Linked DNA regions of Bos taurus: region 1 is linked to region 2. A link is a contact called in public Hi-C data. All regions are on one chromosome and are shown on one strand. The core of a region is the stretch at or near the end of the contact, and the rest is flanking DNA. Distances in the headings are between cores, read along the strand shown.

Region 1 (3,880 bases), core at 1,283-3,782, 190 kb before region 2:
GCAAAGAAATAGAGGAAAACAACAGAATGGGAAAGACTAGGGATCTCTTCAAGAAAATCAGAGATACCAAAGGAATATTTCATGCAAAGATGAGCTCGATAAAGGACAGAAATGGTATGGACCTAACAGAAGCAGAAGATATTAAGAAGAGATGGCAAGAATACACAGAAGAACTGTACAAAAAAGAACTTCACGACCCAGATAATCACGATGGTGTGATCACTGACCTAGAGCCAGACATCCTGGAATGTGTCAAGAGAGCCTTAGAAAGCATCACTACGAACAAAGCTAGTGGAGGTGATGGAATTCCAGTTGAGCTATTCCAAATCCTGAAAGATGATGCTGTGAAAGTGCTGCACTCAATATGCCAGCAAATTTGGAAAACTCAGCAGTGGCCACAGGACTCGAAAAGGTCAGTTTTCATTCCAATCCCAAAGAAAGGCAATGCCAAAGAATGCTCAAACTACTGCACAATTGCACTCATCTCACACGCTAGTAAAGTAATGCTCAAAATTCTCCAAGCCAGGCTTCAGCAATATGTGAACTGTAAACTTCCTGATGTTCAAGCTGGTTTTCGAAAAAGCAGAGGAACCAGAGATCAAATTGCCAACATCCGCTGGATCATGGAAAAAGCAAGAGAGTTCCAGAAAAACATCTATTTCTGCTTTATTGACTATGCCAAAGCCTTTGACTGTGTGGATCACAATAAACTGTGGAAAATTCTGAGAGAGATGGGAATACCAGACTACCTTATCTGCCTCTTGAGAAATCTGTATGCAGGTCAGGAAGCAACAGTTAGAACTGGACATGGAACAACAGACTGGTTCCAAATAGGAAAAGGAGTTCATCAAGGCTGTATATTGTCACCCTGTTTATTTAACTTATATGCAGAGTACATCATGAGAAACGCTGGACTGGAAGAAACACAAGCTGGAATCAAGATTGCCGGGAGAGATACCAATAACCTCAGATATGCAGATGACACCACCCTTATGGCAGAAAGTGAAGAGGAACTCAAAAGCCTCTTGATGAAAGTGAAAGTGGAGAGTGAAAAAGTTGGCTTAAAGCTCAACATTCAGAAAACGAAGATCATGGCATCCGGTCCCACCACTTCATGGGAAATAGATGGGGAAACAGTGGAAACAGTGTCAGACTTTATTTTTCTGGCTCCAAAATCACTGCAGATGGTGACTGCAGCCATGAAATTAAAAGACGCTTACTCCTTGGAAGGAAAGTTATGACCAACCTAGATAGCATATTCAAAAGCAGAGACATTACTTTGCCAACAAAGGTTCGTCTAGTCAAGGCTATGGTTTTTCCAGTGGTCATGTATGGATGTGAGAGTTGGACTGTGAAGAAAGCTGAGCGCCGAAGAATTGATGCTTTTGAACTGTGGTGTTGGAGAAGACTCTTGAGAGTCCCTTGGACTGCAAGGAGATCCAACCAGTCCATTCTGAAGGAGATCAGCCCTGGGATTTCTTTGGACGGAATGATGCTGAAGCTGAAACTCCAGTACTTTGGCCACCTCATGCGAAGAGTTGACTCATTGGAAAAGACTCTGATGCTGGGAGGGATTGGGGGTGGGAGGAGAAGGGGACGACAGAGGATGAGATGGCTGGATGGCATCACTGACTCGATGGACGTGAGTATGAGTGAACTCTGGGAGTTGGTGATAGACAGGGAGGCCTGGCGTACTGCGATTCATGGGGTCGCAAAGAGTTGGACACGACTGAGCCACTGATCTGATCTGATCTGATCTGAGTGACTGAACAAGAGCACCTGGAATGATCATGAGTGAAGGAAAAATGAGTAAACAAATCACTGAATACCGTCTTTCTCCCAGGAGTGAAATAAAAGTCCTGTCTCGAAGGCAGCACCTTTGGTGCCTAGGGCCAGCAGTGGAAAACTTCCCCTTAGAAAGGAGCTACTGTCTAGCACATGGAACTCTGCTCAATGTTATATGGCAGCCTGGAGGGGAGCAGGGTTTGGGGGTGGGGCGGAATGCATACATGTGTTTCTATGGCTGAGTCCCTTCTCTGCTCACCTGAAACTATCACAACATGGTTTGTTAATCGGCTGCTGCTGCTAAGTCGCTTCAGTCGTGTCCGACTCTGTGCGACCCCATAGACGGCAGCCCACCAGGCCCCGCCGTCCCCACCAGGCTCCTCCGTTCTCCAGGCAAGAACACTGGAGTGGGTTGCCATTTCCTTCTCCGATGCATTTAAGTGAAAAGTGAAAGTGAAGTCGCTCAGTAAGTGTCCGACTCTTCGAGACCCCATGGACTGCAGCCTATCAGGCTCCTTCGTCCATGGGATTTTCCAAGCAAGAGTACTGGAGTAAGTTGCCACTGCCTTCTCCGTGTTAATCGGCTATCCCCCAGCGGTAGTGTCTCCTTTAAGAAGGCCCTGACCGGCCCCGCCCCACAGGAAGCCCCGCCCAGACGGTGTCACGTGACCCGCGGTTACGCACAAGGGCCGGGCCGGAGGGCTGTTTGAAAGCCCGGCGCGCACCCTGCGACCCGCAGTTCCGTCAGTCACCGGGGATGTCGGCGTTACGGCCGCTGGACAAGCTGCCTGGCCTGAACACGGCCACCATCTTGGTAGGCGTCAGCAGCCCGGATTCCCGCGCCCGCCTTTCCTCCTGGGCCGCGCTTCAGCGGCCAGGCCCTCTGTGGCTCTCTGAGATTCTGGCCCGGGCTGCTCCGGCGGGAGTGTGGTGGGCGGGAGAGCCTCTCTCTGAATCAATCAGAGTTCGCTGCCCTCTTGACGCCGTGGGATGTCTCCACCAATAAGTGCTCTTTCTGAGTTTCCGATTGGTGGAGCGGCTGGGCCGGGAGCCCGCGCGCAGGGTGGATGCAGGCGGTCTAAGACGCGGTTGTGGTTTTCCCCCTGTATCCGTGTCAGGCCTCCGGTAGAAACCAGGCTGTTCCAGGGAGGGTTCGGGGGCGAGCGGGGCGGGTAGTGAGCGGAACCGGAGCGGATGCAAACCTCAGACCCTCACCAATGCCTGCCGTAGTCCCCTCGGTAAAAAGTGCCTCGCGCGCTACAGCCAGAATCCCGGGATCGCGGCCGTCCGGGCCCAGCGGCGGGGCTGCTGTATCCAGAGGTCCATTGGCCGCCTTCTCTCTCTGGGCAGCTGGTGGGCACGGAGGATGCTCTTCTGCAGCAACTGGCCGATTCGATGCTCAAGGCGGACTGCACCTCGGAGCTGAAGGTGTAAGTAGCCTGCCCTGGAGATGTCCAATCGCTGGCTTGGGAGAGCGGGGAGGGGTGGAGCGGAAGGTCAGAGAGGCCGACGCAGGTGGGGCGAATTTTGACCCACCGCTCGGAGTCTCCGTCCTGACGCGTGATCTGTCCCCGTGTAAAGCATCCTCTGTCACGCCAGTTTTTCTGTTTCCCTCTAGCACTTGTCACTATAAAGAAATTTCCATATTATGCCACGTTGGCCAAAACTGATGTCCATCACTACAGTGGCAATAATATTGAATCGGGCACAGCATGTGGAAAATATTACAGAGTATGCACACTGGCTATCATTGATCCAGGTGATTCTGATATTAGAAGCATGCCAGAACAGACTGGTGAAAAGTAAACCATGTACAATTTTTCTTTAATAAAACTGTCCAGAGCTTGTTTAAAAAAAAAAAAAGAAATTTCCTTATTCACATATTTGTTTGTTTCCAGTCTGCCGCCCCGAGGCACCCCGAGGTTAGCCCCTTGAGGGCAGGGACTTTCACTTTTACTGACTGGTGAAGAAGCCCCACTGCCTTGAGCAGTACTTGGCCCAGAACAGTTACTCAGATACTTCCCAAATTTGGAGAAAAGATGACTAAAGTATATTTTGCTTTCATTTTTCTAGCTGATAGGGAGTAGAAACAGCT
Region 2 (4,077 bases), core at 1,157-3,656:
GATTGAACACGTGGCATGAGGGAGAGAGAAGTCCAGGGTGACTTCTGGCTTTGAGGCAAGACAATGCTCTTCCTGAGTTCATCAGAGTTCAGTCTGAATCCATCTCCGGTACACAGGGCATAGAACAGGGTCCCTAACAAATGACACACAATCATGGTGTGGAGGGAAAGAGGTGGGTGGGACCCCCTCACCTTGATGAACTTCCTCATGCTGCGGTGGGTCCTGGTGACCTGATGCCAGTAGTGCCGGACCTGCCAGATCAGAAAGAGGCAGAGGACAAGCAGGTTGCCACAGCACCGAGGGTCCCTGCAGCTGCGATCCTCAGAGAGCAGGCCCCGCACTGGCTCCCACTCAGGACCCCGGAACGGCCCCACGACAGCACAGGCGCCCAGGAGGGGCAGCAACATGACACGGTTTAGGTCAGGCAGGTGGTGTTCTGGAGTTGGAGGGCAGGGCTGATATGGCTGACCTGGCCACTGCGGGGCGGGGTAGCCCCTGCCTCATAGAACTGCTGTCACTAAGGCCACCTCATAAAGGCTTTTGATGCTGTGGCCTTAGCTGCAGCTGCTGCACGTGACATCAGAGCTGGCTAACACGGCCACAGTATAGATGAGGACAACACTGGGGAACGGCCCAAAAGGAATTAAGAGGAAGAAGAACTTAAACACCTTGCCCTCTGGAGTGAAGAGACTATGTTCCCCCCATGTTGATGGAGGGATGAACTGAAGTCTGTTGGATTTCTTTCTTCCTATGGGATACTTTCATCCATTTGTCCTTCAGGTATCCAATATCAAACACTTAATGAACACCCTATTGAACATGTGTGTTCTTGTTTAACCACCCAGCATATCCTGATTTTTTGTTGGGGGATTACTTTCCCAACTCAGGATCAGTGTTGATAGGAATATAAATGCTATCCTGAAGACTTTCACCCAAAGGTTATGAACAAAATACTGAATAACAGAGCAGGCAGGGTCTTCAGCCAATCAGAATGGGCCAGGCCTTAACTCCTTCATTTCTGGGTTGTAAGTGGTCCCTGGGGCTTCCCAGATGGTGCAGTGGTAAAGAATCTGCCTATCAATGCAAGAGACCCAGGAGATGAGGGTTTGATCCCTGGGTCGGGAAGATCCCCTGGAGGAGGAAATGGCAACCCACTCCAGAATCCTTGCCTGGAAAATCACATGGACAGAGGAACCTGATGGACTACAGTCCAAGGAGTCACAAAGAATCAGACATAACTGAGCATGTACACACAAAAGTGGTCCCTGGGGTTACAGTAGAAGGGTGTCACCTATTTACCAACCATTTGGAAAGTATCTCTCTATTCTAAGAGCCCAGGACTTCCCTCGTAGTCCAGTGGTTAGGAATCTGCCTGCCCAGGCAAGCGACACTGATTCCACAATCCATGGTCTGGGAAGATTTCACACGTCATGGGGCAACTAAGCTCTTGCACTGCAACTACTGAAGCCCACATGCCCCAGAGGACATGTTCTGCAACAAGAGAAGTCACTGCAATGAGAAGCCTGCACACTGCAACTAGAGAAAACCCAAGTGCAGTAATGAAGACCCGGCACAGCCATAAATAAACAAATGAAGTTAAAAAACACACAAGAAAACCCCAATATACCACACAATGCATCTTGGCTAAATGCTCAGTTCAGTCGCTCAGTCGTGTCCGACTCTGCGACCCCATGTATCGCAGCATGCCAGGCTTCCCTGTCCATCACCAACTCCCGGAGTTCACTCAAACTCATGTGCATCGAGTCGGTGATGTGATCAGCCATCTCATCCTCTGTCGTCTCCTTCTCCTCCTGTCCCCAGTCCCTCCCAGCATCAGGGTCTTTTCCAGTGAGTCAACTCTTCGCATGAGGTGGCCAAAGTATTGGAGTTTCAGCCTCAGCATCAGTCCTTCCAATGAACACCCAGGACTGGTCTCCTTTAGGATGGACTGGTTTGATCACCTTGCTGTCCGAAGGACTCTCAAGAGCCTTCTCCAACACCACAGTTCAAAAGCACTGATTCCTCGGGGCTCAGCTTTCTTTATGGTCCAACTCTCACATCCATACATGACTACTGGAGAAACCATAGCTTTGACTAGACAGACCTTTGTTGGCAAAGTAATGTTTAAATTTAAATGTGCTACAAAATAAACTAGCAATGGAATGACACCACTAAAATTCTTTGTTTTGGTGCATTATATTTTGGGTATCGAACTCACTGTTCCTGCCAATAACTGGTAATAAAACAACACTAAAACTACGGCAAAGGCGGTCCCTCCCCCCAGAACTGAAGTCGTTCCGCGCTGTTGCCCTTTAAGGGGAGAGCCGCCCTCTTTAACGTCATTTCCGCTTCCGGCCGCGAGCGGCCATTTCCACTTTTTCCCTGCGACTTTTTTCGGCGGAAAGTTCTTTTCTAACATCGCCTGTGCTTCTTGAGGAGGGACGGTATCACTGAACCGCAGCTATGGTGAGTGCGTGCGCCTGGTTGAAGAGCCAGGAAGTGGGAGACTCGGGGTTCTGTTCTCTCACTAGCTTGTCGGCTTAGAACATGCGCGGTGTCGCCGTCTCGGCGAGGGGTTCGAGCTCGGACGGCCGAGTAGCCCCAAGCACTGTCTTTTCTCCCGGTCCGAGGTTAGAACGCTAGAGATGGGTCCCGGATTCTGTGATGGAGCGTCTGTCAGCAGTTAGTGCTCCTGGCTGAATGCCTCCGGTGAGCGGAGAGGGCCTGAGAGAAAGGGACCGACCCACGTGGGACAGAGTAGAAAGTCGGATGAGAAAATTTGATTTTATTGGTTTTATATTTCTTTTGGAGGGGTCGCTAGAGAATGATGTGGAACCCTGGGTTTGGATCATCCTCCCCAGCTCCACTTTCCCATTGCTGGGGTTCAGGAGAAGGATATCTCCATGGGTCTACGCCTAGTGCCTGTCGCAAGTTACGTGTGCCAGGGATTAAAGGGGCCTTTCGCGTTTGGAGGTTTCCCTGGTGGCTCAGAGGTTAAAGCGTCTGCCTGCAATGCGGGAGACCCCGGTTCGATCCCTGGGTCGGGAAGATCCCCTGGAGAAGGAAATGGCAACCCACTCCAGTATTCTTGCCTGGAGAATCCCATGGAGGAAGGATCCTGGTAGGCTACAGTCCACGGGGTCGCAGAGAGTCGGACACGACTGAGCTACTTCACTTTCACTTGGCGTTTGGAGCCTGCGTTTGGAAGGAACCCCAGCCTGGAATGCAGGAAAGATTCCTCCTGCGAGGCGGTAACCTCGGAAATCAGAAGTCCTGGTAGCACCACGTGCGGGGCTCATCTAAAACTCTTGATGGTCTCTAACTTTTTAATCAGATCGTGTGCCTTGGTACCTAGTTTTGGTCGGCACTTAGTGAGGAGGGAAGAGTTTGCAAAAACATTTCGACTTTCATAATGAGGTTTAATCCTTTTAACGGTTCTTGGATCCCAAAGCATATCTTCCCTGCTGCCCCACCCCCATTTTGAGGTTGGTATGTTGCTGAGTCTAGAACTTGAACCTTCTAAACTGGTGTTCGTTTTTCGGAGTTCCTTGAGAAGTTTTGGAATCAGGTGGTCTCAGTTTAATAATGCATTTAATTGCCTTTGCGCCTGGTATGGAGAGAGTGAGCATGCACTATTTGTTGTCAAATCAAAACTTGCAGGTTTTTGCTGTCTGGTGTATGAGGAGAACAAAGACATCAAGCTACGGGTTAAAGTTGTCTAGCAGTAAGATTTCATTCATTCACTCATTTAATTAACCCTTGGAAAAATTAAAAGGTGGATAAATACACCCTAAGCAACTTTCAGTTGCTACTTATAAGGTCGGTGGTTTGGCTTTAAAATTGAGTGGAACTTTTGTTGTCGTTTTGACTTTTATTAAACCACTAAAGTGACTCCTCTTTCAGTTCAGTTCAGTCGCTTAGTCGTATCCAGCTCTTTGCTACCCCATGGACTTGCAACAGGCCAGGCTTTCCTGTCCATCACCAACTTCCAGAGCTTGCTCAAACTCTTATCCATCCAGTTGGTGATGCCATCCAACCATCTCATCCTCTGTCATCCCCTTCTCCTCCTGCCTTCAA

The links. A called contact is a pair of places that touch in the nucleus more often than the background predicts.
Region 1: a contact with region 2 is called in a Hi-C map of liver, with 2.9 times the contacts expected there. The contact joins the promoter of CENPM here to the promoter of SNU13 in region 2. A contact is called at or near these places in 2 of 11 Hi-C or Micro-C datasets (liver and an unstated tissue).

What each region holds. Positions count from the first base shown.
Region 1 is chr5:112,927,317-112,931,196 of ARS-UCD2.0, reverse strand. It overlaps CENPM (centromere protein M), which reads left to right and starts at 2,532. Exons shown (of 6, transcript NM_001038686.2): 1 at 2,532-2,599; 2 at 3,136-3,215. The coding sequence starts at 2,543.
Region 2 is chr5:112,741,452-112,745,528 of ARS-UCD2.0, reverse strand. SNU13 (small nuclear ribonucleoprotein 13) reads left to right here and starts at 2,406. Exons shown (of 3, transcript NM_001077004.1): 1 at 2,406-2,466. The coding sequence starts at 2,464. It overlaps LOC112446778, which reads right to left and starts at 489. Exons shown (of 2, transcript XM_024992798.2): 1 at 192-489. The coding sequence starts at 407.